Regions from separate parts of the Mus musculus genome. Here regions 2, 3, 4, 5, 6 and 7 are each linked to region 1. Evidence: chromatin contacts called from public HiChIP or PLAC-seq and promoter capture Hi-C data. All regions are on one chromosome and are shown on one strand. The core of a region is the stretch at or near the end of the contact, and the rest is flanking DNA. Distances in the headings are between cores, read along the strand shown. Region 1 holds the start of Hoxa11os (homeobox A11, opposite strand). Region 2 has its middle 17 kb from the start of Gm6559. Region 3 overlaps Jazf1 (JAZF zinc finger 1). Region 4 overlaps Jazf1 (JAZF zinc finger 1). Region 5 overlaps Jazf1 (JAZF zinc finger 1). Region 6 has its middle 69 kb from the start of Snx10. Region 7 has its middle 25 kb from the start of Gm38811.

Region 1 (2,700 bases), core at 109-2,608:
AACTGCTTTGAACGGAGGCAAGTGGGGGTTGCGGGCTGCTCCTTGCCCCGCCAGACTAAACAAACAGCCGCCCGAGGACATTTCACCTTCAGCACCTGGGCCGCCTGTTCCCGAGGCAGTAAAGGCATGCATCCTGGCCCCAGGCTTTCCTGCTTGCCGCCATGATTTAGCCCTCCTTAACATCTGGGGCGGCTGAGGGGTCTTTGTCAGCCTGACTTCTGATCAGTTCTTGCCTCTTCCGCCAGCCTCCCAGCTCTCTCGAGGTGGGAGGTGGCAGAGGAAACCCCTACCCAGGCCTTCACTCAGTACACACCGTCAGCATACTGCCAGAGGGCCCTCAGCAGGGTAGGGATGCTAGTTTAGGAAGGGTAGAGGAAAGAGAGGCTACCTTAAGCCTCAGGCAGGATCCATTTGTTCACCCTCACCTTTAAGAAACACACACACACACACACACACACACACACACACACACACACACACACACACACAACTTTTGACTGATTTAAAAACAATTGTGAATAACAGAAGGCAGCATGTAATTGCAACCGGACCAGAGGAAAATGGCTTCCTTTGGACAAAAAGGCCAAATTTAAGTTAATTTGTTTCTTTTAATATATTGCTTGAGCTAAGTGGGCTACTTTATCTGTTAAATGCGCTCTTAGCGCCATCATTAAACAGCCGATGCCTTTGAATCCCAGCCGGGACTGGAGTCCCGCCGCAACACATGGCTTTTATAAAAATCTCCGGATTACCCCGCTATCAAAGGCTCCTGAAGCCCTTGTAGGGGGAATTTACAGGCGCCCACCTCCGGCTCCCCAGCCTGGAGCTGGTCTCTAGCGGGGATCGTGCTGTTGAGTTTGGGAGCTGAGAAGGGAAAAAAGGAAAAAGGGGAGTTGTATTTTTTTTTTTTTCTGCAGGCATGCTTTGGCCGGTGGGTATTTCACGGCCAATTTCAGCACTCGCCACGTGATCCCTCCTTTTATAACAAAGTTTTGTTGGGGGAAACCTAAAGGCCCTTCATAAACCTTATATGCTTATAAAACAGCATATAAAAATTTAACAGCGGTGCTGCGCTAGATTCCCAACTCCCCTTTCATAAAGCGCTGGGCGCTGCCTTTATACGCACCGGAGCCACCGGCCTTGTCCTCAGTGTGGCCGGAAGACGACTCGGGGCTGCTGCTGCTCTCGGGTCGCCGCCGTCGCTCCTTCTCCTCCGCCGCCGCCTCCTGACAGCCGCCGCCACCGCCGCCGTCCGAACTTGAAGTTGCCGGCGCGCCCGTGGCCGCCGCCGCCACCGCCGCAGCGGAGGTCGCAGCTGCTGCTTGGGGCCCCTTCTCGGCGTTCTTGTCCCCGGGGTAGTCGGAGGAAGCGAGGTTTTCCGGGGTGCCGTAAGCCGTCTCGAAAAACTGGTCGAAAGCCTGTGGCAGAACGCCGTTCCTGCCCACCGTGCTATAGAAATTGGACGAGACGGCGGGGGTGGGGTGGTGGTAGACGTTGGCCGAGCTCTTGGCCAGCACGTCGCCAGGCACGCCGGCCGCGCTGGGCGCCTGCAGACAGTCTCTGTGCACGAGCTCCTCCGCGGAGTAGCAGTGGGCCAGATTGCCGCGGGGGTGCCATTTAGTGGCGGGCTCAATGGCGTACTCTCTGAAGGTCACTTCGCGCACGGGTTGGACCTGGGGCAGGTTGGAGGAGTAGGAGTATGTCATTGGGCGCGAAGACGGGGTCTGGGGCAAAAAAGAAGGGAGGCTGGAGAAATCTGGACCCGAGACGTAGTAAGTACAACTTGGCAAATACATGTTAGAGGAGCAGGGACCACGCTCATCAAAATCCATCATTGGGCTACCTTGGGCTCTCCGCAGTAGCCGAGCTTAACATGATTCTCCACTGCAGCTGCCTCTTTGAAGCGGATCCGTGAAGTAGAAATTTGGAGACGTAAGCTGACGTGGAAATCTATCCCCATCCTTAGCAGGGAGGTGCTGGTCATGTGACCCGATGTTGAAATTGACAAGCCGCGAGCTAGTCCCGGCTTTTTTTTTTTTTTAACCCCCCTCCCTTTCCTTTTTTCCCCTCCCCTCCCTCCTCGGCTTCCTTTCTTTGTAGCCACCTCAGGGGAAGCAACAGATCGTCACTCGGTGTTCTCACCGAAAGCACGTAATCGCCGGTGTAACTCATGTTGGCTGGGGGGCCTCCCCGCGCGCAGAAAGGCTGGGGTGCGCCCCCGGGCAGCTCTCCTTTGCTCAGCTACATGGTCCTGGTCCACGAGTGCTCTGAGGGCGGCAAGAGAGCGCAACTCCTGACGCCTCCCCCCACTCCCCGGTGGGTGAGGGATACTCTCTGGGCTGGGGGTGGCCAGGTGAAAGCCCGGAATTGTATAGCTTCAGGTCCCGGAGTCTGTTATCCGAAGGCTTACGTTCAGCACCTTCTTCGCAGCCCCCCTCCCACAGGTTTGCTCTGGGAAGCCCCCCAGCCTCAGACCCTGGCTGGACCCCATTTGGGGCCAGGCTTCGCCGGCACGGATGTGCCGGCCTCGTGGCTTGTCCGATTTGCACGGTGACTTGATTACACGCTCTCATTCACGGTCACTTCCGAAGCGCTTTAGTGCCTTCCGTCCCCAAACCGCCAACAGGCAAAGCGGCTTCCCTCCGCGGTTTGTCAATAATCCGCGCTGTCCGGAAGGGCCTTCGTCTTACCCGGGTTCCA
Region 2 (2,700 bases), core at 182-2,681, 880 kb before region 1:
GAATGGAGGTCATGGTAATTTGTAGTGTGTTCTGGAATGTCGCAAGCCTCTCTTGAATGTGCAGTGTCCCCCGTGTGGTGTCCTAAGTTCTCCGAGATTTTTGTTACTGGCGTGTCCTACCTAACAAGGATCTCTGAAAACATTGCTCACGGGTATTGGTCACTGACTGTGCATACCGTCTGTCTGCCACAGCGGTTATGAAGCCCTCCTGTCCAAAGAGTCCTCTTCATCAGTGCCTGCCGTTGGCGGTGGCCTGCTTCAGTTCACTCAAACCACCAGGTTCATTTTCTCCTCCCTAGAGTTAGTCCTTTTTATCAGAAATAAACAAACAAATCTGGATTGGCTGGTTTACAATTCAGAACAGTTTATAAGATTTCAATGACTGTGTTTTTAGGCACCCTGACAGTACCTGGCTAGCTCCACTGTACAGAGCAACGCTCTCAGGCCCGACAAGCAGCCTTCCACACCCTGCTCCTCTGCCTCATTCTCTGTGAGAATGCATTCACTACAGTTCACTCACAGAAGGCTACTGTGGTTTTTCCAGGAAACGGCTGCCTGACCAGGGAGGCAGATTTTCCTGGGTACAGAATGAAGAAGCATTTATACAGAAATAGACGTGTGTAACAGCACATACACCGTATTAATGGCTTAACGACGATACCTGGGCCTTCCCAACAACCGCTGAGGGTTGCCAAACTGAGGTTGCTTTGTGTTGACCGAGTGAGCATAAGCGGTAGATATAGCTCTTTTTGTCTTGGCAGGGAAGCTGGCGCTCCTGCCAGACTCTACCCTAAAGGAAAGGGCCAACAGACAATAAGTCCATTCAAACGCACTAGCAATTTCTTCCAGTGGGGACTTTACAATTTCTAAATTGATACAAACTTTAAAACCACCCTATTTTAAGGGAAGTGTATATTTTCCAAAAGAAGTTATATATAGCAATGTAATATTGCCAGATTATTGTTGTTGGAAAGGGGGGAGGGAGGGGGTGGGAGCAACTCCCTTCCCAGTGGCTAAATACACGTTATTGCCGACTGGCCTCATTCAGTCAGCTGCTTCATTTGCTGGACTTAAGCGTTGACATGAAGCTTCCCCGCCACTGCGTGGTTGTTCCACCCATGTTTTACTTCTGTAGCTGATTTTGTTGGGTGAATGGGAAAAAAAAAAAAAGTGGAGGTTCTAACAGCAAACCTTACACCCCTCCACAACCAAAATCAAAAAGTCCTTGGAGGACTACCTATAAAAAGTAAAACGTGCTTTTTAACACAAAGTTCAATATTTGCCTGAGTTGGCACAGTCAAATTAGGAGAAAGTGGGGGAGGGGGGTCTGATTGTATGAGGCAGAATTTCAGGTGAACCACTAAGCTGCTCTTCTGAATTGAAAGAGCCCCCTGCTGGCCGGAGGAGGAACAAGCCTGGAGGGCGGGATGGTAGTCGTCTTGAGACTTCCCACTTCCCTAGCCCAAGATGCAGACACCACCAGACAGTGTTTAGGGCTTGCTCTGTGCCAGGCAGTGTGTAGTGTTCTAGCGCTGAAGGTAGTATGCTAAACAATGAAGACGGACAAGGTCTTTGACTTACGGGGATCTTCACTGCAAACGGGGAAACAAACAGATAATTAAAATAGAATGTCAAGCACAGGTGGAACCCGTGAGGAGCGCTGAGAAAAGAAGCAGAGAAGAATAAGAGAGGGCTGCCTGAGTTGGAAGGCGGAGGAGAATCTGTGGGCGTGGTTTGTGGGCAAGGGGCGGGGCCAGTATGAGAGCCCAAAAGCAGAAGGGATGGGGAGTGTGCTGAGTGCCAAGGAGGGAGTTAGAACCTCCAGTGATACAGTTTTGATTTTTCACGGGAATTCGGGAGCAGCCTTGAACAGAAAACTGACTAAAATCTTTGCCTTGTAAAAGGCGATGTTGTGCCACAGGGAACAGAAACTGCCAATGCCCAATCTGAGAGCCCATTAGGACTTACTGATGTGACGGTTCTAACAATTCATTCAAAGAAGAGTTATAGGCCCTCCGCCCTCAGAGAGATTTTAGACAACCTGAGGAAATGAGGTAGACTCACTTCAAATTAAACTCTCAAGAGGGAATAGAAAGCTGGCTCAACAGTTAAGATTGCCTGCGGCTCTTTCAGAGGGCCTGAGTTCAGGTTCCAGCACCCATGGGCAGTTCAACCAACTAGAACTCTAGCTCCAGAGGGTCCGAGGCCCTCTGTTGACCTCCAGAGTCACTGTAGTCGTAGGCACAGACCCCCTCATACATGTAATTAAATATAAAAAATAAATCTTCCAAAAACTCTAGATTTAGTTCATTTATGTGACAACTATTTTGCCAGCATATATGTATGTGCACTGCATGCATGTCTGGTGCTGGCAGAAGTCAGAAGAAGTATAGCATCCCCTGGAACAGAATGAATGGATGGTTTGGGATGGTGAGACTCCATATGGATGCTGAAAATTGAACCTGCGTCCTCTACAAAAGCAATAAGTACATCTTTTAAAAAAAAAAATTCAGAGTAGGAATGCTTCAAAATGGGGACAAAGTGCTTCAGATGGGGACATATTCACAGAGAAAGGATTTGCAGATAGACTGGGAAGTCCCTCCCATGGGTGCTATCTCTGAAGGATGGTGACAACTCAGAGAACCATGAGAGAAACGGCTAAAAGAAGATCAGTAAGCATGATCCAGTAGCACAGTACCT
Region 3 (2,700 bases), core at 106-2,605, 610 kb after region 1:
AAGTCCGAGGCATGGTCAATGAGCCAAGAGAAAGCCACACTTCCATTTTAAGTTGGTAAAAAGGAACACAGAAGCAGAAAAGGGACCGGCAGCCACCTTCACAACACCACAGCCTCCACTCTGCCATCTCCCCCATCTTTCTCTCATATCACACCCGAGTTGAGCTGCGTGGTGACAGCTGTCTGAAGGTTACACTGATGCTCTGAAGAAACTCAGTAAGAAAGCTGTCAGCTCAGCGGCGTGTCAAACAACAGGTCCTCTGCTCTCTTCCCGTCTGTCTGTTCTAAGAGCTGTGGAAACAGTTCAGTCCCACAACTGACTGGACTGCCTGAGGACTGGATCTGGACCCCTCAGTGAGATGTGGCTGAGCTGGAACCTCGGCCTCCTAGCATCCCCATGGAGGAGGGAGCAGTACAGAACCAAGGTCAAGTCAAAGCAGACGTCTGCACAGCTAAGCTAGTAAATGTCCCCTTCAAACACTCCATTTTTGAAATTTAATTTTATTTATACTGCATATACACAATTTCTCATTCTTATGATCTGTCTTTATTATTTGTGTTCTAGAATGTTCTAAGTAAAGTTAAACTAAGGAGGACTCAGTGCTTTTCCTTCTCCCCTCCCTCCATCCCCCCTCTCCCTATCACCCTCCCCCATCCCTTCCTTTGTGTTTATCTTTAAAAAAAAAATTCTCTAAAATCACTGGTTGGAGCCTGAAAGAAGGATGACATTTAATGTATACTCTAAACAGTTATATTATATAATGTGATTTTTCTTCCTGTACTAGGGCTTGAACTCAGGCCATTGTACATCCTGGGCAAACACAGTCACTTAGCCATATCCTCTCCCCTAGCATAATTATGAAAGCAAACACGGGATGCAGCAGCAGGAACAACCACCAGCGGGCAGATGCTTGTTAACATAAAGAAACAGGCATCACCAGAGTAATTCTTCATGTGGAAGCGGTGAGAACTGGTTTGGAGAGCAGCAGGCTGCTTCTACAACAGCACATACACTACTAAATCCCTTCTGGGCTTCCTTTGGGACTCTTAAGCTTACACATTACACACACACACACACACACACACACACACACACAGAGCATATTCCACATGCATTCACATGAATGTGATGAAAGTGATGTTGTTTTTAGGAAGAAGTACAAATAGCCTGGCCATTTCATTTACAACAACAGAATCATTTCAGCAGGCTCTATTTGTCTAAACACTCCTTATGGCCTCCGCTGTGGCTGTACTGTGTTTCCATGGCCTTGGTACTGTGGATGTTTCTGTACACTTGTGGACAAGATGTTGGCTTCATATTACAACTAACATCTTGTCCACATCAGGAGAGCGTTCTCACACAGACACACATACCATGCGGGCTACCTGCTGAGTCTGGCAAGCTTGGCTGACTGCAGACCATAATGGGAAGGCAGTTGGAGTGGAAAAAAACCTTCCTGGGAATTTTTTAAGTGGTTAAAAGGGGGTGGGGCACACACTTCCTAACGCCCCACACTGTGAGCTGGCACAAAGGGAACAATGCAGGAAATTCGATGTAAAAATCATACAGCTTCCCTCCAAGAAGATGCATTTTGCAAAAGCCAACATGAAGAATGCATTTCTCTTCAGAAAGTTGACCACTTCAAAGTTCTACTTTTTAATTACCCTCATACAAGTTGAAAGGGCTGAGCTGGAAACCATCATTGGTCCCGTGTGGGCCCTTGTCAGCCCTGCAGCCTACTCAGAAGCTGGCAGGTTCACAATGGTGAGGCACACATGCCAGTCACCCGGCAGCACAACTGTGTGTGTTTACCAAATCACAGGAAGAGTTGCTGGCGGCTAAGGACTTGGCTGAGTGTTTATGTTGCTGAAATGAGATATTTGAATTTTCTATGTTGCTGTAATGATTTCTTCTAGTAAATTATATTGACTTATCAAAATAGGATGTAAACCTTCTAACTTAAGGAAAAAAGGAAAAACGGAAGGAAGGAAGGAAGGAAGGAAGGAAGGAAGGAAGGAAGACAGAGACACAAGCAAATGCTATAGCACCACCGAAGGGGCATTTCAACAGCATTGAAAACAACTGGTAAGACAATAAGGAATTCATGTTGCAAACATACTATATAGAGATAGACTCTAGATACACTTCATCTGGACTGCTAAGATAAATGCAGTTTGCCAGATGAAACACTTGATGTAGACTCTGGAGCCATAGTATTCTGCTCGAATATCTCATCTGGGGAAAAAAAAACCTATTCTACAGAAACTGTAAAGTTCAAAATTGATTTGAATAAATTAAATATATAGGCTATTGGTCTGCAATCTAAGACCTGAGAGTGTGAAACCACAGGAGGGACACAGGGCTTTGGGTTAGGAAAAAGTAGAAGAGGAGGAAGAGGAAGAAGAGGAGGAAGAGGAGGAGGAGCCATACAAAACCATTAACAAAGCCATACTAAAAATAAAGGCTCCAGTATAAATGACACCATCAGTGCAGGACGCCCACAGGAAGGCAGGGACATATGCAGAGCATGTATCTAGTAAGGTCTGTGTACAAAGCAGAGAAAGAATTTTACAACTCAACCATAGCAGGATAGACAACCCAATTAAATAGTGGAAAACAGCATCTGGACATAGATACCCTCAAAGACCACGTACAAATGGCTAGTGAGCATCTATGGATGCTCAGCATCACTTCTGATGG
Region 4 (2,700 bases), core at 123-2,622, 560 kb after region 1:
CTAGCTCCTCCATTGGGAGCCCTATGATCCATTCATTAGCTGACTGTGAGCATCCACTTCTGTGTTTGCTAGGCCCCGGTATAGTCTCACTCAACTTCTGCTTTTGCACAGTAACTATTTGGCACATTTTGTTAGGATTTAAGAAAATAATTTTCTTTACTACATAATATAATATGTTCTAAATTATATACACAGCTTTTCTACAAACCAAGTGGCTTTCATTTATTCTTTGCATGGCAGCAAAGTGCTGTTCATGGCTTTTCAGTGCTTGGTCAACACTAATGTCACTGGGATGGACCGTACAGAGAGATGTCCAGCACGACAAAGGTCAAGTTTTGTGAACTCTTAGTAACGTCCTAGGGGATGGGGTGCCTACTCTGCATGCGGGGTCACAATCATGTCTTAAAATGTCATCCCAAATTGCCTGCCTATTCTCAATCTCATAACAGCCAGGGTACAGTGACCTGCCAGAAAATAACAGTTCTACCTCGGGGAAGAGATCCAAAGACGTGCAGGAATGTGTCAGGGGCTCAGAATCCTGTTCGGCTGCTTTCAGGTTAAACATCCTGATGACAACCTCCTCGTCCTCCTCTCCCTCCTCCTCCTTTTGGAGCTCGGTACCTCCCTTTGTAATATGGGTGGCCTTGTCAGGCGATGCCCCTGCCTGGGCCTCCTGAGTGTCCAGAAGGACAGGCACGGAACCACCGGAGCCAGCTCTGATGAAAACCTTAACTCAGCAGCTTACGTTGGTGTGTGGATGGCTGGCTCTGTGAGAAGCAGGGTCTTCAGTATTTGCCAGGAGGAAAGAAAGCGGCTTTTTCTTTGAAAATCTGGGGGATGTTGAAATATGTTTCTATGTTAAAACTATATAAATCCACCCAACTGAAGCTGTGAGGTGCTGTCATAGTGGGCTGACAGCAGCAGGGAAAGGCTCTCCGGTGCATTCAACGGTGTTTCAGTTTCCTGGAGCCCCTAGACATTCAGAGTGTGCCTGCCTGCCTGCCTTTTTCCTTTACTTCCTTTAAAATAACACTTAGAAACGATGCTACAAAGACAGAAACCATAGTACAGCACAGCACTTGCACGTCAAAACTCCCCAACAACTTGAGTTTCTTGTGACTTTATGTGGTTGACTTTATGTGACTCTTCATAGCAAACGGAGCCAGAACTCGCTCAGCAGAGCGGAGTATGAACTATACCTTTGATCAGATAAGATCTCCCCAAGGCCTGGACAGAAATTAATGCCAGTCCTCATTTTTCTAAGAGGGACAGTGTAGGTTTGTTTGCAAGGTGCTAAGACGGTACAACCAGACACCATTCGGTCCTGGCGCTCAACAGTTTCCCGCAGCTTAAGCTTCCCCCTTCCTGGCAATTACCACTTCCTTTTTAGTGCATTTCCAAGAATCGTGAGCAAATTTCCGGGCAGGAGCAGGGAGGCTCTGTACCCTGTTGTCTTTTCAGCAAAGGCAAATTAGCTAAGTCACCCCACCCCCCCACGTGCAGATCCTCTCTTTAATGCTGTCCAGCTGGGTGTGCCTGGGGATCATTTTATTGTTAAAACTAGAGCCACATGGAAAAGACATTAAAATGAGTTCGCTGCTGCGATACCCACAAAGATGAAAGGCCTTCTCTGATTTTAATGTGCCACGTTTTAGACAGTGGATTGGGATGAGGGGGAGAAGAAAAGGGTTCTTTGGAGACCTACCCATTTGGCAGGTCTGCAAATCCATCAGAGTGGACTATCCATCTATCCCCTCCTCCATGGAGGTGTGTGAAGCACTGAGTCAGCTGGTTTCCTCCCATTCCCATAGCATCCTCACCAGTTCCTAAGTGGGCCATGGGCTACCTTAGCCCCCGTAGAGCAGGCTGTTCTTGCTGCCAGAAGAAACTTCCTGGCGAGTGCACATGGAGGGCCGCTGGCTCATGTGAGCTATGGACCTTGGTTTAGAAAGAGGGAATTCACTTTGGATGCAGGGGTCTGGGCTGCAGAGTCCAATGTGTGAGCCTCATCTTGTCATCTTTCTGGCCTGTCTGGGATGTGGCTTCTGCTGGGACAAAGAAAAGCAACCAGGATTGAGGGCAAAAGCCTTGACTGTTTCCAGCACCAGGCAACATGGCTGTAAAGCCTGTCAGGACTTCCTAGTTGGAATTCCTAACAGTGGACATTTTGGTTTTTATTGGTTTTGATTAAACAATAACAGCTAATAGTGGAGATGGAATTTAGCTTTATAACTAAACATAAAGTGTTAAGTATGGAAGCATTGCATGAATATTAACAAACATGGAAAAGTGGTGTTAAAATGGTTGTACTTGAAACAGTTTTATCACAAGTCAAATTATCAACATTTTTCATTACTCTGAGATTAACCTGTGCGACCAGAGCCATCACACCAAGTTCACTTTGAGGATTCTCTGGACACAGGTTGAAATAGATAGTTTTTCTTTCTTGTAAATTTCTCAATATAACGAAGTATTCTTTTTGACACAGGACACAAAATATTTTAAATATTGCAAAATCTAGGCACTTAAACACTTTCAGCCACTCATGGATTTTCTGTAAGATAGTTCCGTAAGGCGGTTTGGCAGCTCTCTCCACCCCTCACCTTTTCTCCGCAGTCTCTCACTTGAGAGGGGATTGCTTTCTTTGTTCATGCTACTCGTTTAGTAATGTTCCTAAGTGAGGAACACTAAGGATCCTGC
Region 5 (2,700 bases), core at 42-2,541, 640 kb after region 1:
ATTGGCATTTATTTACTTGGTGTGGTAAGTTTTGTAGACGACTGGGAGAAAAGCTATCCTCAAATATATTGTATACATTTAAATTTTTTACATTATTTAGTAGCCATAGTAAATGATATCAATGCTATAATTTTGGAAAATAAATTTGACCAATGACATAAATAATTTCTGGAGGGGCACCCTTCATAAAATAGCTTTTACTGTATCTGGATGAGCAGGATTATCAAGGCCAGAGTGGAGTGAGAAAGTACCCAAGCAGAGGGCTAGACATGGACAGCTTCTATGTATGGGGCTGACAGACAGGTCCTTTGAGATCTCTTCTAATGGAAACTGTAGGTACTACTGAGAATGGCAGAAGGGAGGGAGCTTGGGAAATTCCTAGTCACCTGAAAACAGAGGGTGCTAAGCAGGGGGTGGCAGGCAATGGTAAGATGAGCAGATGGAGTGGATACAGATGCTACACAAGAGAAGCTCAAGCTCTGGACTCTAGCTGCATATGTATCAAAAGATGGCCTAGTAAGCCATCACTGGAAAGAGAGGCCCATTGGACTTGCAAACTTTATATGTCCCAGTACAGGGGAGCGCCAGGGCCAAAACGTGGGAGTGGGTGGGTAGGGGAGGGGGGGAGGGTATGGGGGACTTTTGGGATAGCATTGGAAATGTAAATGAGGAAAATACCTAATTTAAAAAAAAAAAAGAAAAGAAAAAAATCCAATCTCAAAAAAAAAAAAAATTAAAACAAGAAAAAAAAGCTACACAGTTTAGAACTGGACTCAAAGATATGCAAGATTACTCAGAAATACTGATGAGTAAACAGGAGACTCAAAGTAAACTGGCTGGAAGCAAGGCCAGTGTGAGTGTGAGCAAGCCGCTGAGAGCACTGCTGGCCAGGAATGAGCTGCCATCTCTGCAGGCTAGAGACCCATCCTGCCGTGTGCACCATCTGCCCACTCCTGCAGACTCTGCTTCCCTACAGTGTGTTTTCTGCAAGCAATGTAACCAAATTTTGTTGCAGCAAGCCAAAACACAAGAGGGCTCTCTTTTCAGCTTCCCACTGTCCCACAAGAATATATGGTCCCTGCAGAGCACCGTGAGCAGGCCAGGCTGGGAGAGAGGCATTATGGGGGAAATCTGGCAAGGGGCCACCTCAGCTTTGTTTCAATGGATGTCCATAAAACATGGGCTAAGAAAATGGTAGCTCAATGTCTGGCATTTGAAACCTAACAGCATGTAACATGTTTATGGCATGCATTAGGCTACAACCTCAGTCTGGGGCTGGGGCACTAGCAGAGACTTCAGATCTGGTAGACAAAGGAGGGGCTAGGAAAGCGTAGCTTGTACTGCAATAAATATGACTGCTCTTAGAAGACCATAAACAGGTGCTCCTATGAAAAAAGAAATCTGTGCACTTAGATTCAAAAGTCAAATGCTTCAGTCTTGTTTGTATAAATAAGAGAAGTCTAGTGCAAGCATCCCTAACTATAGTGTGTTCTACAAGGCAATGACTAATTATGATTTGGTAAAAATTTAGTCCAAGTGAAAAAGCAAGAGAGAAGGGTGGGAGGATTAGGTGAGGTGTTGGAGTGAGGAGAAAAGTGGCAATGGAAGAAGCTTCCACTAACAGTTTATATTCCGTAGAAGGAGAAATCAAAACAAAGGATCCAGACTCATTCTATTTTTATTCAAAACAAGCTCTTGGTGTATTTTCCCCCCAAATCCTTGAACACATGGTGCTGCTGCTTTCAAGTCCACCTCTCATCCATGCAACATTTAAACCTTCCAGGCAGGGCCTCCACTGAGTCTGCCTCTCTTACCTATGAGAAAATCCTGGTCACATCTGGTGACCTCTGACTGCACAATGCATGTTGTGATGCTGGTCACATCTGGTGACCTCTGACTGCACAATGCATGTTGTGATGCTGGTCACATCTGGTGACCTCTGACTGCACAATGCATGTTGTGATGCTGAACACTGCCGTGAAGACTGCTGGGGTTTGTCTTAGCAGCTAGTTCAGTTTTTGGCCAATCATATTGAACTCATACAGATTTTATATTTGATCAGGTGAAGTTTGTAGAAACACCAACTATATCCAAAGACCATCTAACTTACTCTGCCTCCTCTGAGGTTCTTAGGGGATCTTGGCTTCAAGCACAATTGCTCAAAGAATAAAGTATTTATTTCTAAGCTGAGCCCTTTCTGAGACCAGAACCATGAGTATGGAGAATTAACATACCGATCAGGCTGGGATATAAGGTGGTCTTTCTTCTATTTCCACCTATGTAGGAGCTGCTTACCCTCATCATGCGCAGTGTATTCAGCCTGGCCTGGTGGAGGACCCTGTGGTGGTTTAAATGAGATGCCCTGCATAGATTCAGATATTTGATTCCTTGGTTAGTGACACTTTTCAGGTAGAATTAGAAGGTGTGGCCTTGCTGAAGGAGGTGTCACTGGTGGCAAGCTATGAGGTTTCAAAGCCACCTGCCATTCTGATTTCTCTCTCTCTGCTTTGAGTTTTCAGCTGCTCCAGCTGCTCCAGCTGCTCCAGCTGCCGCTTGTTGCCTCTGCCCATCACCTGAACTGCAAGCCCAAAGAAACCCTTCTCATCTGTAAGCTGTTGTGGTCATGGCTGTGTATTCTGGTAACAACTGGAAAGTAACTAGTACCTACCCCATGCAGATGTTAGAAAGTCTGCAGCAGTC
Region 6 (2,700 bases), core at 87-2,586, 650 kb before region 1:
ATGTCTTATGGTTTACAGTCAGCAAAACTCGATTTTTCTGGATTTTTCTGCAGGTACAGCACCTGAAAGGTCATAATCCTTTGTATTTTGTTTTAGAGTTGACTTTATACGTAGCTGAAGGTGTTGGCAGTGAAAGTCAACAACCTGTTACTTAAGACTTAAAGTCTCCTTTGCTACAAAGTGATTTTCATTCTAGTTAAAAATTTCAGTTAAAAAAAAAACACTAGGGGAAACCACAAATGTTTGTCTTCAATCATTTGCCATTCCTTAAGATACTAAATATATTTTGCCAGAGCTCTTCAGGTCTACTTCAAATTATATTTAACAACAAATACAAACAAGTTATTAGCAACATGGAGAAGTAAACGCATAAAACTTCTTACATGACATTAGCACTTAATCAAATTTATTTAGTTTATCCATGTTCTAGCCAACAGTGGCAGCTGGATGTTGTCTTGAGCCCAGCTTCTTTATTTTGTTGCTTCTTTAAGGGTTTATTATCAAGTTAAATGTGTACAATAAGGTTTTCAGGATTGAGCCATTTTCATGAAAGGCCTAATTTTTTTTTTTAAGTACAAAAATTAAGAAGGCTTATTCTGTTTCTAAATTGTCTTTTTAAAAAATATTTAAATTAGTTAGCTGGTGCCGGATGAGTACAACGCCGTCCTTTCCACCGAGAAAGCATTTATTTCAATACAGTTTTGTTTCTGAAGAAAACCATTTCTTAATTTGCTATGAACACATTTTTAAACGTAAAATGTCTGAACTTAGTTGTGGCAACTTGACATTCATTAAAGGCATAGATACAGTTTTCTTTGCAAGTCAAGGCAAGAAATGCAGACATTTTAATAAATGGAGCTAAAAATAATTTAGCATGTAAAGAAACAATTCCTTTGGAGTTTGATACATTCACAATGGGTTCAGGGCTTTGTTCTTGGCTGGACGCGTTTTACAGTCCAGTCACCACTGTCAGCCCTTAAGTCAAACCCTTTCCCTCTTGCTGGAAACTTCTAGGTCCTTGTTAAAAATAGTGCACTGGACATTAATTTATTTTAGCAGCAAAAACTCTGGTAGTTCATGACCCTTTTCCTTCAAAATTCCAAAGACTTATTTTCAAAAGATAGATTAGAAAAGAGGGAGAGAAGAACACTAAGCTACAAAAATTTGTGCGGAATCCACTCTGCTTTAAGCAAAAGAGAAGTAGAGATGCTGCAGAAGCCAGCAGGCTCTGAGTGTCATAGCGCGTGGATTTCGACTCTTACCTGGACCTTCTTTATAGCTCAGTCCCCCACCCCCGTGGGCCTCGGCTCAGCAGCCCTCAAGCTCCTGCCATCCCACGCATGCTCCCGCTTCCTCGGTTGGGTAACCCATGGCAACCGCCCTGGTAACCCATAGCAACTGCTCTGCGGAACTGAGTGGGGGATGGGAGGAAGCCATTTGGAGTGGGCGGGTGGAGAGCGATTTACCATGGCCCACCTGCCTCCGGCACCGCCAGCGTCCCGCACCCAGACAGTGAGGACCAAACAAAGCCACCGCACACGTGCCGGGCGTGGGTGGGGGAGGCACGTGGGCCTTTGTTCTTCAGACCGCCGCCCTCCGAGAGAGTGCACATGGCTCCATCAGCTCCAGCCTTAGCTGACCCCACGCTGCGCTGTGCGCTTATTCCCAGGAGCCTGGAACCTTCCAGACCGGAGCCCAATACGCTAACCTTCCTCTCTTGCCTGACCCGGTTGGGCCCAGGAGCGGAACTTTCGTCCCTGGGAAAGAATCGCGTGCGTCCAGGTTCTGGGTCGCGCGTGGGGAGATGTAGGTCCCCAAGCTGCTGAGCCAGGTCACTTGAAGCTGACCTGCGGTGCGAGGCCACGGGTGGACGGACGGGGTCGCTGTCGGGCAGCGTGGCGCGTTGATACCCTGCAGTCTATGCCCAGAGCATCATCTGCTGGCTTGTGCTCTCCAGACTCTAAGCCTGTGGTGAGATGGTTCAGGCTAAATCTGCATCGGGCCAGAAAGCAAGACAGAGGGGGTGAAGGGGGAGATGGCACTAGGTGTTGAGAGTCATGTCACGGCAGATCACAGTCTACCTAGCTGTGACTCTAAGCTCATTTGGACAAAAGAAAAAAGAAAAGAAAAGAAAAGAAAACATTTGACCTGGATAATTTTGTGGTCCTCTGAGTCCTCAATTCTATTTTCTGTAGGTACATATCAGTTATAAATCTAAATAGCAAAGCCATCAGGAGCATCCTTTTGGGTGATGCTAAAACTACACATGTACCATATACTCTTGTATAATGTGCCTCTCTTTTCAAGTTAACTAGGTCCAATATGGGTTACACACTTAATAGTACTCTTAACACCTGACGAGAAGCTGGACTCAGATTTTAATCCTCTCATTTTAAAAAAAGGCATATTCAAAGGTCTATATTTGCTAGTATTGATCTTGGGGAACTGGGTTTATTTTCACAAACACAACCTTCTGGCTTCTTCCTGCAGAGCATGGGTGCCAAAGAGTCTGTATGTCCTGCTAGAGGCAGAGCAGAGGCGTCTCACCGTCCAAGCGGGTGCTCAGTACAGTTCCAGCCCTCAGCACGGTACTGTGTTAGGAGCCCTGTACTTTAATCTTTTTTTTTTCTTTTTTTAACAAAAGCAATTACAGAAAAGTGCACATTTAACGTGTGACATTTAACATTTTTGCCGTGGCAG
Region 7 (2,700 bases), core at 75-2,574, 560 kb before region 1:
AGATACTGCAAAATCTGCCACGATCCTCTCAAGACCCCCAAAGAAGGCAGGACTAGTAGTCTGTCCTCAGGCAGGCCCCAACTTCTGTCCTATGGTCCTGGCAATGCACATTTGCAAATCCCGTTATTTACAAAATGGACCCAGGTCAGAACAACCTGTGATTCTCCCCAGCCTCCCCTCTGCAGCTCTTCCAATGTTGCATGGGTTTAATGGGAGCTGAAGGCCTGCAAGGCAGGCTGGGTGTTGGTATTTCCTCCAGGAGAGTTGCTGGTGCAGGGAATCTTCCAACATCCTACAGCTGGCGGGGAGGTCACCGTATGGAGGCCTCTCTACCCCCTGGGTGGCATCAAATTGAGCCCCACACAGTTATTAGAGGCATAATGGGATTCATTTCAGCCAAGACTGCCTGGCTGGGACCAAGCTTATTTTAATTTTCAATGTTAATAAACTCGTGGCTAGTGCCTTCTCCAGGCCGATGTGTCCCACACACACCTCATTTCTCCTGCCCATTAGGCAATTACCAGCGGTGCCTCTGTTCCCAGCACCTCTTAACCATGGAGCAATTATGCTTATTTGGTGAAGGATGAGGGAGCTTGGGGGGGTAAATGCTGTGGTGTAGAACTTCCCTCCCACCATTATCAGGTGTGCTCTGTGCACCTCCCAGTGCTAAGAAAGGCAGGCTGAGACTCCCGTCTTTACAAAAGCAGAAATAGCCCTCGGTCCCCTCTTGAGTCCCTAGGCATGCCACCTACACCAGCCCCGGCTGCCTCATGCCTCCAGCTCTGCCCATTCAGCCTGGGAAATGAGCTGCTGCTGTCCTTCATTTATCTCGAAAAGGGGAAGTTTCCAATAGGTCTTAAGTGTGTGCTAATGCATCGCGAGTAATGATCCCTTTATTTACAGAGTTGTTTAATTCCTCACTTTTGTGCTCCTTGTGGATCTGAGTGGATTTTTCATTTACCAAGCTACTCCGTGATTTCCACAGCTCCTTAAACAACCCCGTCTTCTCCCACTTTCCTCTCAATCTGCTTGAAAGTGGAGCAAAGTGATTGCCCAAGGGCTTGGACTCAGCCACAAACTCTCCCTGGGTCTGAAGAATAGTTTTGTAGGAAGGGATAGTGAGGCAGGGTGTGTGTGCACCCTGAAGCCAGGACCAGAGTGTTAGCTCTGGACCAGGGAGCAAAGCCCTCACCCCAGGCCAGCACTGAGTTCCCCACTGCTCTGTGATGGCCTCACCCCACTCCATGGTCCTCCTCTGTCTGACCTGGTTACTCCCTAGTGCTTGTCTGTTTGTGCTCAGTGTCTCCAAGTCTCTGTCCTACTTGACAGGTTTTAATAACTTCCAACAACTTGTACCAACTTGTGCATAAAAGTCCTCTCAGCACACAGCAATTAGGGCCTCCTGGTTGAGAGATTTCCAAGCTGAAGTTTCACAGGGTTGGTGTGTCATGTTAGTGGTTTGCAACTGGTTAGTTTTTATTTATGTTGTGTGTGGGGGCGGGAGCAGGGGCACTTGAGTGCCGGGAACTTATGTGGAGGCCAGAGAAGGATTTCGGGCAGTCGGTTTCTCCTTGTGACCATGTGGGTCCTGCAGTTTAACTCCTGGTCAGGCTCAGTGGCTCAGCCTTTACCCACTGATCTATCTTTTTGTCTGCAGTTGTGTGTGTGGAGATAAGTTCTCAGTGTGTTGTAGAGGATGGTCTCAGCTGGGCTCTTTTACACTAGCCTCTGGGTAGTTGTGCTTATAGACACCCATTACCACACCTACATAGTAACTTGGTATTTTTCAGAGAAATAAAGAACGGCGCAGCCCAAGGAACATGAGAGAACACTGTGCTTGGTGACCTGGAGTTCTCTTTACTAGGGTCTTTCTTGAATTTGTTCTTTCTATAAATAACCACAGTCTCTAGTCTGTATAAAACTGTGATCTCAGGAGCAGATCTCAGTCGCCTGCTTCTGTCTCTGTCCGGTTGTAGACGAGTTTCCCACCCCTGGATTCAACCAGCCAGTGATCAAAGAAAACATGTATACCAAACATGTACAACTTTTTCTTATTATTTCCCATCAATCCAGTATAACAGCACATTTTATGCAGCATTTATCTTACAGTAGATGTAAGTAACCTAGAGATGATTTAGAGTACAAGATAGGATGCGTGCAGGCCATAGGAAAATGCATGACACCTTTTGCATAGGGAACCTGACTACCTACAGGTTTTGCGTATATAGGGTTCTGGAATGTGCCCTCGATGGACATCTCAGAACAGATACTCTTGCCCTGGCTCACAATACAAAATGTTTCTCTTGCCAAAAGGTGACTGTATGCCATTAGTTCCAGTGCTCCGGGAGGCAGAAGCAGGTGGATCTCTGTGAGTTAGAAACGGGCCTGATCTTCAGAACAAATTCATACACCAAAACCAACCAAACAAAACACCCAAAATGTATCTCTTACTCTACGTCCACATAAAGGATCTTGGGGAAACCCTGATGCGTTAGTTCCCGGCATAAGTCAGGACCCGTGCATCCCTGGACTATTTGGAGTCCTATTCCAGTCTCTAGTACTCTCAGTTGCACACTGCTTGCCCAAAAGGGTCCAGACAATGTGCTTTAAACATTGCTCCTGGAGTGAGGGCTTGAGAGATGGATGGCTCAGTAGCTAAGAACATCCCATATTCTTCCAGAGAACCCAGGGTGGGTTCCC

What was found. Promoter capture Hi-C pulls out the DNA fragments that hold promoters and counts their contacts. HiChIP or PLAC-seq counts read pairs in DNA pulled down with a chosen protein or histone mark.
Region 2: an H3K4me3 HiChIP or PLAC-seq map of stem cell-derived neural progenitor cells shows a contact between it and region 1, with 13 read pairs. The contact joins the enhancer-like site here to the promoter of Hoxa11os in region 1. A contact is called at or near these places in 5 of 39 promoter capture datasets (the HPC-7 cell line, HPC-7-derived erythroid cells, embryonic stem cells and 2 more), 2 of 484 Hi-C or Micro-C datasets (CD8 T cells and erythroblasts), 7 of 115 datasets of contacts at active chromatin or transcription factors (bone marrow-derived macrophages, embryonic hindbrain, embryonic limb bud and 4 more) and 1 of 9 other capture datasets (embryonic stem cells).
Region 3: an H3K4me3 HiChIP or PLAC-seq map of embryonic limb bud shows a contact between it and region 1, with 5 times the contacts expected there. The contact joins the enhancer-like site here to the promoter of Hoxa11os in region 1. A contact is called at or near these places in 10 of 39 promoter capture datasets (the C10 cell line, HPC-7-derived erythroid cells, the SN4741 cell line and 6 more), 59 of 484 Hi-C or Micro-C datasets (the 63-12 cell line, the AtT-20 cell line, the C2C12 cell line and 42 more), 20 of 115 datasets of contacts at active chromatin or transcription factors (the HPC-7 cell line, acute myeloid leukemia, bone marrow-derived dendritic cells and 16 more) and 3 of 9 other capture datasets (adipose tissue, bone marrow-derived macrophages and liver).
Region 4: a contact with region 1 is called in an H3K4me3 HiChIP or PLAC-seq map of embryonic stem cells, with 20 read pairs. The contact joins the enhancer-like site here to the promoter of Hoxa11os in region 1. A contact is called at or near these places in 7 of 39 promoter capture datasets (the 3T3-L1 cell line, embryonic stem cells, frontonasal cranial neural crest and 2 more), 7 of 115 datasets of contacts at active chromatin or transcription factors (embryonic basal ganglia, embryonic limb bud, embryonic midbrain and 4 more) and 2 of 9 other capture datasets (adipose tissue and macrophages).
Region 5: a contact with region 1 is called in an H3K4me3 HiChIP or PLAC-seq map of embryonic limb bud, with 3 times the contacts expected there. The contact joins the enhancer-like site here to the promoter of Hoxa11os in region 1. A contact is called at or near these places in 7 of 39 promoter capture datasets (the C10 cell line, embryonic stem cells, hematopoietic stem and progenitor cells and 1 more), 1 of 15 datasets of contacts at CTCF or cohesin (large pre-B cells), 10 of 115 datasets of contacts at active chromatin or transcription factors (acute myeloid leukemia, craniofacial prominence, embryonic basal ganglia and 7 more) and 2 of 9 other capture datasets (adipose tissue and liver).
Region 6: a contact with region 1 is called in a promoter capture Hi-C map of hippocampal neurons, with 6 times the contacts expected there. The contact joins the enhancer-like site here to the promoter of Hoxa11os in region 1. A contact is called at or near these places in 10 of 39 promoter capture datasets (the C10 cell line, the HPC-7 cell line, HPC-7-derived erythroid cells and 7 more), 2 of 484 Hi-C or Micro-C datasets (bone marrow-derived macrophages and spleen) and 11 of 115 datasets of contacts at active chromatin or transcription factors (bone marrow-derived macrophages, craniofacial prominence, embryonic basal ganglia and 8 more).
Region 7: a promoter capture Hi-C map of the C10 cell line shows a contact between it and region 1, with 2.9 times the contacts expected there. The contact joins the enhancer-like site here to the promoter of Hoxa11os in region 1. A contact is called at or near these places in 3 of 39 promoter capture datasets (3T3-L1-derived adipocytes, the C10 cell line and neutrophils), 2 of 115 datasets of contacts at active chromatin or transcription factors (pancreatic cancer cells and stem cell-derived neural progenitor cells) and 1 of 9 other capture datasets (liver).

What each region holds. Positions count from the first base shown.
Region 1 is chr6:52,243,885-52,246,584 of GRCm38.p6, forward strand. It overlaps Hoxa11os (homeobox A11, opposite strand), which reads left to right and starts at 1,359. Exons shown (of 5, transcript NR_015348.1): 1 at 1,359-1,932; 2 at 2,101-2,316; 3 at 2,431-2,647. It overlaps Hoxa11 (homeobox A11), which reads right to left and starts at 1,926. Exons shown (of 2, transcript NM_010450.3): 1 at 1,127-1,926. The coding sequence starts at 1,835. It overlaps LOC115490410 (a long non-coding RNA gene), which reads left to right. Exons shown (of 2, transcript XR_003956437.1): 2 at 1-629.
Region 2 is chr6:51,361,325-51,364,024 of GRCm38.p6, forward strand. No RefSeq gene overlaps it. Among named protein-coding and RNA genes, the nearest start is that of Gm6559, 17 kb to the right of the region's middle. Within about 2 kb of position 1,432, at least 118 of the 459 cell types and tissues checked have an H3K27ac peak or open chromatin away from gene starts, as enhancers often do. A contact at or near this core is called in embryonic stem cells, stem cell-derived neural progenitor cells and stem cell-derived stembryo, where this site is marked.
Region 3 is chr6:52,851,191-52,853,890 of GRCm38.p6, forward strand. The region is part of intron 2 of Jazf1 (JAZF zinc finger 1); the gene reads right to left. Among named protein-coding and RNA genes, the nearest start is that of Gm52903, 14 kb to the right of the region's middle. Within about 2 kb of position 1,356, at least 56 of the 459 cell types and tissues checked have an H3K27ac peak or open chromatin away from gene starts, as enhancers often do. A contact at or near this core is called in adipose tissue, astrocytes, embryonic limb bud and 2 more, where this site is marked.
Region 4 is chr6:52,800,954-52,803,653 of GRCm38.p6, forward strand. All of the region lies in intron 3 of Jazf1 (JAZF zinc finger 1), which reads right to left. Among named protein-coding and RNA genes, the nearest start is that of Gm52904, 3.5 kb to the left of the region's middle. Within about 2 kb of position 1,373, at least 63 of the 459 cell types and tissues checked have an H3K27ac peak or open chromatin away from gene starts, as enhancers often do. A contact at or near this core is called in adipose tissue and embryonic stem cells, where this site is marked.
Region 5 is chr6:52,886,735-52,889,434 of GRCm38.p6, forward strand. All of the region lies in intron 2 of Jazf1 (JAZF zinc finger 1), which reads right to left. Among named protein-coding and RNA genes, the nearest start is that of Gm52903, 22 kb to the left of the region's middle. Within about 2 kb of position 1,292, at least 17 of the 459 cell types and tissues checked have an H3K27ac peak or open chromatin away from gene starts, as enhancers often do. A contact at or near this core is called in embryonic limb bud, where this site is marked.
Region 6 is chr6:51,591,060-51,593,759 of GRCm38.p6, forward strand. No RefSeq gene overlaps it. Among named protein-coding and RNA genes, the nearest start is that of Snx10, 69 kb to the left of the region's middle. Within about 2 kb of position 1,337, at least 187 of the 459 cell types and tissues checked have an H3K27ac peak or open chromatin away from gene starts, as enhancers often do. A contact at or near this core is called in craniofacial prominence, embryonic basal ganglia, embryonic forebrain and 7 more, where this site is marked.
Region 7 is chr6:51,685,092-51,687,791 of GRCm38.p6, forward strand. No RefSeq gene overlaps it. Among named protein-coding and RNA genes, the nearest start is that of Gm38811, 25 kb to the right of the region's middle. Within about 2 kb of position 1,325, at least 9 of the 459 cell types and tissues checked have an H3K27ac peak or open chromatin away from gene starts, as enhancers often do.